Linked DNA regions of Zea mays: regions 1 and 2 are each linked to region 3. A link is a contact called in public Hi-C data. All regions are on one chromosome and are shown on one strand. The core of a region is the stretch at or near the end of the contact, and the rest is flanking DNA. Distances in the headings are between cores, read along the strand shown. Region 1 holds the start of LOC103646787. Region 2 overlaps LOC100281050 (cystathionin beta synthase protein). Region 3 holds the start of LOC103648828 (ABC transporter C family member 4).

Region 1 (2,700 bases), core at 133-2,632, 310 kb after region 3:
TGACGAACGCCGCGGCGCTCGTCTCGGCGCCGGCGCCGTCGCCCCACGCCAGCCACTCCTGCCGCCGCCGAAGGAAGGCGGCCCCCTCCTTGCCCAGCTCCTCCGCCACGAACTCGTGCATCCGGTCGCGGCACAGCGCGGACACCTGATCGGACAGCCCTTGTTAATTATATATAATACTGTCTCATGCAAATAAATAAAAAGACAATTAAACGAGGTAGAGAAACGTGGATGCATGCATGTCGGATTTAGAAGGAACTAGAATGGAGAACGTATCTTATGAGCAAGGAGCTCTGCTGCTCCCATGAGCAAAATCAATCCAGACCACACCCTCCACATCCAACGGTGCTGCGTCAGGGGGGTTTTTGTAAAATGTACAGAGTTGCAAAGAACATTTTACAAAACCCCCTGACACAACACCGTTGGATGTGGAGGATGTGGTCTGGATTGATTTTGCTCATGGGAGCACCAACGCTCCTTGCGCACAAGATACGTTCTCACTAGAATGTGGCCAGCTGGACACTTGGTACTAGCTAACAGCAGAAAGAAAGCAGTGACTGCTGCTATAGTAGCCAAAGCCAAACGTGGTGCTGAGGAGACGAGGAAGCTAGCTGTGGCAGCCTTTCTTCGGCACGCATTCATGCCCTTACTCTTCCTTTCTTGGCCTAGTACCTTTCTTGTTACATGATGATGCAAACAGACAAATAAATCACAGTAGCAGCAGGAGTTCAACAATATATAGAGAGACAAAACACTATAAAAGTAGCCAAGTGATATGATGTAGAATATATATAGGTAAAAGTATAACATCTACTATCTACTGGGAGTAATTAGGTAAAAAAAATCTGCTGCCAAGTGATACTGATAGATGGTCATGAAATGTTCGGATCACGTACATGGGAGCCGCCGTGGCCGTCGAAGACCGCGAAGAAGTGCACGGGCGAGCCGTCGGCCCAGGTGCACAGGTCCGGGTGGAGCGAGATGGTGTCCTCCATCATGCGCATCCGCCCCGCCATGGACAGGGAGCCGAACGCCACGGGCCACACCTGCGCGGGGACGTCGGCAGGCTGGAGCTCCTGCGGCCCCGCCGGCGGGAGCGGGACGAGCTCCATCTCCTGCACGTCCGGGTCATCCTCTTCCTGCTCCTCGTCGTTGGGCCTGTCCGCAGAGCCCTGCGACGGCGACGGCGAGAACCGGGAGGCGGCCGGGCGGAGCCGGCGCACCCAGCTCGGCCCCGCGGCGGCGTCGCCGGATCCTTGTGGCTCGAGGCGCCGCCGCCTGCGCTGCATCGTCCGGCATTCTGGGGCGGAGGCGGACCCGGACGCGGCGGCCGGGTTCCCGACCCCGTCGTCGCCCGGTACGTTGACGCCGGCGCTGGTCATCAGCGGGCGGTGGTGCGGTCACGCGGTGGACGGAGAGCGGCGGCGGCACGAGTCGTCCCGGAGCAGCGAAGGCGACGCAGCCGCAGGTGAATCCATGCGAAGCTCGCCTAGCTAGGGCATCGGATGAGATCGAGGTGGTGGAGGGGCCGGCGGGGTGGAGGAGAAGACTCAAGAGAGAGAGAGAGACGGGGTCTTATTCTTCTCGCTCCGCTTCCCCCTCGGCGTCCGCGTCCGCGTGGGTGGTGTGCGAGCTCGGGTCGCGTGGACGGAAGAGCAGCGGGTTCTGTGCGGCGGGACCCACGTACGCGCGACGTGGACTGCGCGCGACACGTGGCCGGGGAGGTGCAGGGGGCGCGTGGTCCCGCTTGAGACGCCGCACACAAACTGGCAGCCCCCAAAAGCCGCGGCTGCGTTGCCTTCCATTCCATCTCTCTCCACTCCACCGGTGGTGCGTGCGTGCGCCGTATGACGGCCTGCGCGGCGCGGCCTTTGGACGATGCGTGCCGTCGCGCAGTCGCAGGCTTTCTTTCACCCCCGGCGGCATGCCGCGCGCAGCTTCCATCATCTGCTTTTGTACCTTGCCGCCGTTGCACCGCTCTCCGTATCCATCCATGCTCCTATTCCGTGTGCGTACGTAGTGTAGTGTCGCCACCTACAATGCGTGCGACAAAAATACAAGACGCTTCGGCAAAACGTCATAAATTTTTGTCTTCCTCGATACAAAAATCGTACTACTACCGAGCTTCCTTGTGTGAATTGAAGAGAAGGCTCACTATAACTTGTGGCAAACCAAACACGTTATAATACCGAAAGAACGCTACGATAATAAGCAAATAAAATGTCCTATGAGTACCACCCAATATTTTTTTCCGACGGCAAATGACAAACTTCTCTATGGTTTCTAATGCCACTTCAAAACTTAAGCGGCGAACCTTTCACGGTTGCGAATGCTCTTCGACAACAAGCGACAAAATCCTTACGACTATTAACGCGCGTCTTCAGAAAAAACGAAAAAAAAACCTACTAACGATTCACTTTAAAATCAAACGGCTCAAACCTTTTATTATGGTTACTAATGCTCCTTCGACAACAAGCGGCAAAATCTTTAATGTTGTTAACGTCTCTTAAAAAACAAAAAACCCTACTAACATTTCATTTTAAAACCGAACAGCTAAAACCATTTATAGTTATGAACGCTCTCCGACAGCAAACGACAAAATCCTTACGACAATTAACACCTCTTTGGAAAAAGGAAAAATCAGCCCTACTAATTGAACAACTAAAAACTCTTATGGTTACTAATGCTCCTTCGACATCA
Region 2 (2,888 bases), core at 54-2,553, 460 kb after region 3:
TTCACTGTTTTTCATCGTATCCATGAACATTTTTATTGATTTGCATAATGGAATCAAGAGCTTGTGATACGATAAAAACCTTGAATTGATGGAAACGATGACTTGCCCTAAACTATTAGAGGGTAAACTATTAGGGGGTGTTTGGTTCGAGGAATCACTCCGTTCAAAATGAGATGGTGCATTATAGATCCATTCCTCAAAATTGGTGGATGACCTCATTCCTTATATTAGTACTAAGTAACTAACTATGAGGAATTGGATGTTGATGGATCAACACATTCCATTTCATAAACCAAACAAAAAAAGTGAGGAGAAAATGATGGACTAGCTCAATCCTCAAACCAAATACCCTATTATGATTTCAACGTAACCTTGTCCAGAAACTCGTTTCATCTCACAGCACAGTAGACAGGTTCAAATTTAAATTAGTCTGCTCACATAAATATCCAACATTCATTTGGGTGGATGTGATTATGTGAAGCCTCACTAGGCGCAAGAAACTCAACAAATGATGGCAATGGTGCTCCGTCAACAGGATTATTTTTTGGTATGTAGTATAGAAAGTATGGTTGTCATCTCACTTCTTTTTGTTTTTGTTGCATTGGTGTCAATTTTATTTGACTACGTACATTTGTATGATTTGGAATGTCCAACCGCAAAAAAAAAGTGAATCCGAACCACCACTCAGAACTGACGTACCAGTGCGGGTTAAAACTGATATTATTATCAACTACAATCATATTTACTATCTATAAAAAAATAATATCAAAGTTAATTTATGCTCCACATATTAGATTTTAAACAAATATTCCACTTTATCTCAACCAAAAGGCTAAAAAGGTAAGAGTTAAAAAGGAGTCCAACCCTTTTTTATTGCTCATTGGGTTGTTTGTCCTACTTTAGCAAACGCGACGGTAATATGTAGGCAGGGGCGGGCCCACTTTGGTACAAGCGTATTCAGCTGAATACCCATTATTTTTGGTAAAAAAATATATATATATATGTATATGCTGTATATATGTAGTCTGAAATATTGAAAACTACAAGAATACTGAGTATGTAGACCCAAATTCGTTTTAGGCTTTGTTCTTCCTTCCTTCCATAACGTGCTCGGCCCATCTGGCCCATTAGGTTTGCCACTCTGCGTCTGCCTGCCTGTCTGACGGCTCAATCCCGTCTCTAGCCGCCAGGCGCCATCGCCGCGACGCCGCTTCCGCTTGCCGTGCGTGAGGCCGTGAGTGCGTCCTGCGTGGCTGCGTCCACCGTCCAGGCAAGGCTGAAGGCTCCATCGCCCTGCCCCCTGCGCCCAGCGATCCAACCGTAGCCAGCCAGCCAGCTTGCCTGCTGGCTTGTTGCGGTACAGCGGTAGTGCCTGTCTGCACTAGCACTTGGCCGCTTGCACCTTGCAGCCTGCTTGCCTTTTGGCTTGTTGCGCTTGGACAGTTGGCCTGCAGGATTGCCAGGCTAGAGGCTACGCGGTACGCTTGTTGCTGGCAGATTACTTGGTTCTGGTTTAGTGGTTTGACCGTTTAATGGTTTCACTAATTTGTGAATTGAGTGTATCTTAATTTGTTTTAAAATAGTCATTGAATTGAGTGTATTGTGATTTATTTGCAGATTTAAAAATGAAGAGGAAGAGCAGTGGTACCACTGATTTGAGAGCTTTTTTAGCAAGAGCTGCTGCAAAAAAGAAGGATATTGTTGCTCCATCTTCCAATGAAAGAGAGATGCAATTGGTGATATTTCAAGGACAGACCGAAACTAGTAATGCAACACCCGCAGAACAAGAGAGAGTTGAGCCTGAACCTCCAATAATAGTAGATGCTGAAGACAATGATGATTTTGAATCAGTGCACTTGAATGGGACAACATCGAGTGAGGATAACGATAGTGATGATATTGATATTTATGGCATTGAGCATGATCCTGGATTGAGGACTCCAATCTCAAGCTATTCTATTAATATCCAAGATGCAGTTAGAAGGGCCTATATTGTATTAGGGCCATGTCGACCAAAGATGAAGAAGGATGATTTTCCCCAACATGAATGTGGAGGTATGCGTCTGTCGGCGTTTCGAGACAGGGGGGTCCCTAAGCCGACGAGTGAGTGTGCTGCGTGCCCCAGCCCAGATGGGTCGAGCGCGTGGGCGAGCGCGAAGGGGGGAGAGGCGAGGTGGCCGGAGCCGAGCGTGAGAGAGGTGGAAGTCCCGCGGCCTTCGTGTTCGTCCCGCGCCCAGGTCAGGTGCGCTTGCAGTAGGGGGGTTACAAGCGTCCACGCGGGTGAGGGAAGCGAGCGGCCCCAAGAGAGCGCCTGTCCCGTCCTCGGTCCCGCGCGGCCAACCTTCTCTGAGAAGGCCCTGGTCCTTCCTTTTATAGTCGTAAGGAGAGGATCCAGGTGTACAATGGGGATGTAGCAGAGTGCTACGTGTCTAGCGGAGGGAGAGCTAGCGCCCTAGGTACATGCCAATGTGGCAGCCGGAGAGATCTGGGCACCCTGCTGGCGTGATGTCGTGGCTGTCGGAGGTGCGACGGAGCCTGATGGAGGGACAGCTGTTGGAGCGGTCGAGTCCCTACTGACGTTGTCCTGCTTTCGTAAGAGAGCTGGGGGCCGCCGTCGTCATAGAGCTTGTGGAGCGCCATCATTGCCTCTCTGGCGGAGCTGGCCGGATGAGACGTCGGTCTTGTTCTCCGTGACCCGAGTCGATTCGGGGTGGGATGATGATGGCGCCTCCTGTTGACGTGGCGTTCTGTGCCCTAGGCAGGGCGACGTGGGGTTTCCTCCGAAGCCGAGGTTGAGTCTGCCTTCTGTTGCCGTGGCCGAGCCCGAGCCAAGGGGTCGGGCGAGGCGGAAGTCGTTCGGCCGAGGCCAGGGCGGAGTCCGAGCCCTG
Region 3 (2,852 bases), core at 196-2,695:
GCAGCCCCTCCGTGAACTCCCCGCCGCGTCGCACGAATTCGACGAACCGGTCCACAAGCGACGGGCCGATGTACATGACCGAGAGGTGCGCGACGCCGAGCACGGCGGTGAGAAGGAACTGCGGCCAGAAGGAGCGCAGCAGCGCGGTGAGCACCGGGCGCTGAGCCTTGGACGAACCTGGCGCCGGCGCGGGCCAGTTGGAGGTGAAGAGCACGTACGCCGCCTCGGCGGTGTCGGGCGGCGCCACGGGCGGGACTTGGTCGGCCGCGAGCGTCGCTCTGGAGCCCTTGGCGATGAGCGGGTTGATCCATCCGAACGTGGCTAGCGAGAACCACGACGCCGTGGCGTACGTCTCCTCCGTGGCGGCGGCGGCACGACCACCACCATTGGAATCGACGACGAGGCCGGTGGAGCCGGTGGCCGAGAAATAGAGTAGCGGGAGCGAGAGAGCCAGCCACGCGAACGCAAGCGGGTCATCGGGGACGAGCGGCTCGGCGGCGGCGTACCGCGCAGCCGCGCACCCGGCGTAGAGCGCGGCGAAAGCGGCCGTGGCGAGCCAGAAGAACCTGAGGTGGAGTGGGTGGAGTCGCGCGGGTGACGTCCCTGCCGTGTTCTTCTCCACCGCGACAACCCATGCGGCCGCGAGGTGCGCGACGGCGTGCGCGGCGAGGAACGCGCACTCCGCCGCAAGCAGCCCCGTGGTCCTCCCGCTGCGGCGCAGCAACGCGAGGAGAAGTAGAAGCACAAGGGCGGCCGCCGCTTGGACCGCGGAAGTCGCGAGCGCTAGGCCGTGCTGGAAGCTCCAGCTACGGCGGAGGGGAGGCGGCGCCTGGTCCGTGGTGGCCGGCTTGGCGAGGAGGGGCTCCCGCTCGCGGTGGTCGAGGCCGAGGCTCAGGCCATCGTTGCTCCGGGCGAGGCGGGCGCGTAGGATGACGGCGAGCGCAACGACGAGGAATAGGAGGTCGATCGCGGCGAGCAGCGCGCGCTGCAGGCAGGGGGAGAGGAAGAGGAAGGCGAGGCGGCCGGCGACGGAGGACGCGGCGGGCGTCGGCGGCGCGGAGCAGGCAGTGGTGGCGAGCCACCACGGGAGGGCGGAGGGTGGGGCCTCCATCACTGGCAAGTGGCCCGTGGTGGTACCTCACATTTGGGTTTGGGTGCGACGAGGCGGGAGGCCGTGGCGAAGTTCTGTCGGAGAGGACAGGACCTCAGTAGTCAGTATAGCAGCACCGCAAGCGGAGAAGAAAGCAATTACCTAGTCCTAGTGAGCGTTGGTGAACGGCGACTGGTCAAGGAACGTAACGCGGCGGCGCGGAATACTCTGCGACTGTGAACGCCAACGCCGGTGCGGACGGGGCGAGGGGCGCCGACGATATCGAAGTAGAAAATTTGGCACTAGCTAGCTACGCTAGGCGGCGCATATTGAAAATTTTAAAATGCCCGCAGTCAGGATAATCCGCAGTCGCCATGCCAGGATAATCCGCAGTCGCCGCCGGCGTAAACTATCCTAGTACCACGTCCACGTTCACTTTTCATCCAGAAAGCATTTGAAAAACAAAATGAAGGAATAAAGCCTACTACTGCCTGTGAGCGTCGCGGAGACGCGGACTACTGCAACATTTTCCACTTATTGCATCATTTCTTCTTCTTTTTGTTTTTGGCGCTGGCAGTATTTAAACTTGCAAGACCTTTTGCGTGCCTTTGGTCTAAAAGAAGAAACGGCTTAGAAAAGTCAAATCTAGTAGTAGTAGGTGTTGGAATGACACCACCGTTGTCTTTCTTTTCTCTAAATCGAACAACTCCATTTTTTTATTAGAAACATTCAAATAGAATTAATCTTAGCAACCAAGGAACTGGTTTGGCGCTGATACAACTCCAAGTCCAACAACGCTTAGCCAAGGAACTGAATTGTTCGAATCTGTTAGGCATCCACACTTATGAAACTATAGGATACATTCGAGCCGGTCGGGCCGGCCGGTTCCAAGCCCGAAAAGACCCGATCTATTTGTATTTTGGGTCAGACCGGCCTGTTTGAATTTCAATCCTCTGAAGATATTGAAAATCAAGACAACATGAATTTCAAACTCAGCAAAACTCGCGCATACGTAGCGCTGGGTGATTTGAGGCCTAAACCACCAAACCTGTCGTGAGCACCGCACCTCGTCCACGTACTCCACGACCAGACGCATGTCCCGTCAGTCCTCGACCACGCCGGCAGCGCGGTCCACTCCACCACTTCCTCGCGCAAGTCTGTGTCCTAGGTGTCAACCACCGCGGCTGGTCACCCGTCAGTCAAGAACCAGCACTCGCCCTTCACCGCTCCTTATCCATCAGCACGAGCCTGCATGACCTTCACCTCAGTCGTCGACCACAGTCCCTTTGCTCCACACCTACACACCACAAGCCGACCGACATGGTTGCACAAGCATAATCTCACACTTTTGTCAGTCCACTGACTACCCCAGAGTTATATCCGTTGACAATCACTCATCATCAACCCGAACCACAAGGTACAAAGTCAACCTTATGTTCGCAATCTCTCCCTTGATGAGTGCATTGTCAAAACCACCATATGAGCATATATAAACAGAAAGAGGAAGACAAAAGAGAAACTCACTCAAATGACCAAAAGCCATATAAAAGCCAGACAAGTCATTTAGAGTAAGCAAAACTTGGTCCCCAAAGAAATGGGCAACGGCTCAACACGACCAAGCAATAAAAGGCTAGCCCTCAATAAGAGGCAAAAACAGGGCTCAACACCATTAGCCAGTAGCAACAAATCTCATCGGAGCACAAAAAGCTTTATCGGAGCATAAAAATCAATTCAGAGCATAAAATCAGCACAAAATCTAAAA

The links. A called contact is a pair of places that touch in the nucleus more often than the background predicts.
Region 1: a Hi-C map of leaf mesophyll shows a contact between it and region 3, with 1.9 times the contacts expected there. The contact joins the promoter of LOC103646787 here to the promoter of LOC103648828 in region 3. A contact is called at or near these places in 7 of 25 Hi-C or Micro-C datasets (bundle sheath, ear, leaf and 3 more).
Region 2: a Hi-C map of ear shows a contact between it and region 3, with 3 times the contacts expected there. The contact joins the enhancer-like site here to the promoter of LOC103648828 in region 3. A contact is called at or near these places in 3 of 25 Hi-C or Micro-C datasets (ear, leaf and tassel).

What each region holds. Positions count from the first base shown.
Region 1 is chr2:106,145,452-106,148,151 of Zm-B73-REFERENCE-NAM-5.0, reverse strand. It overlaps LOC103646787, which reads right to left and starts at 1,382. Exons shown (of 4, transcript NM_001319750.1): 1 at 897-1,382; 2 at 1-145. The coding sequence starts at 1,382.
Region 2 is chr2:105,992,031-105,994,918 of Zm-B73-REFERENCE-NAM-5.0, reverse strand. It overlaps LOC100281050 (cystathionin beta synthase protein), which reads left to right. Exons shown (of 7, transcript NM_001153969.3): 7 at 1-78. Among protein-coding and RNA genes, the nearest start is that of LOC100281050, 10 kb to the left of the region's middle. Within about 2 kb of position 1,303, at least 20 of the 20 cell types and tissues checked have an H3K27ac peak or open chromatin away from gene starts, as enhancers often do. A contact at or near this core is called in ear, leaf and tassel, where this site is marked.
Region 3 is chr2:106,457,102-106,459,953 of Zm-B73-REFERENCE-NAM-5.0, reverse strand. LOC103648828 (ABC transporter C family member 4) reads right to left here and starts at 1,445. Exons shown (of 12, transcript XM_020548375.1): 1 at 1,253-1,445; 2 at 1-1,185. The coding sequence starts at 1,111.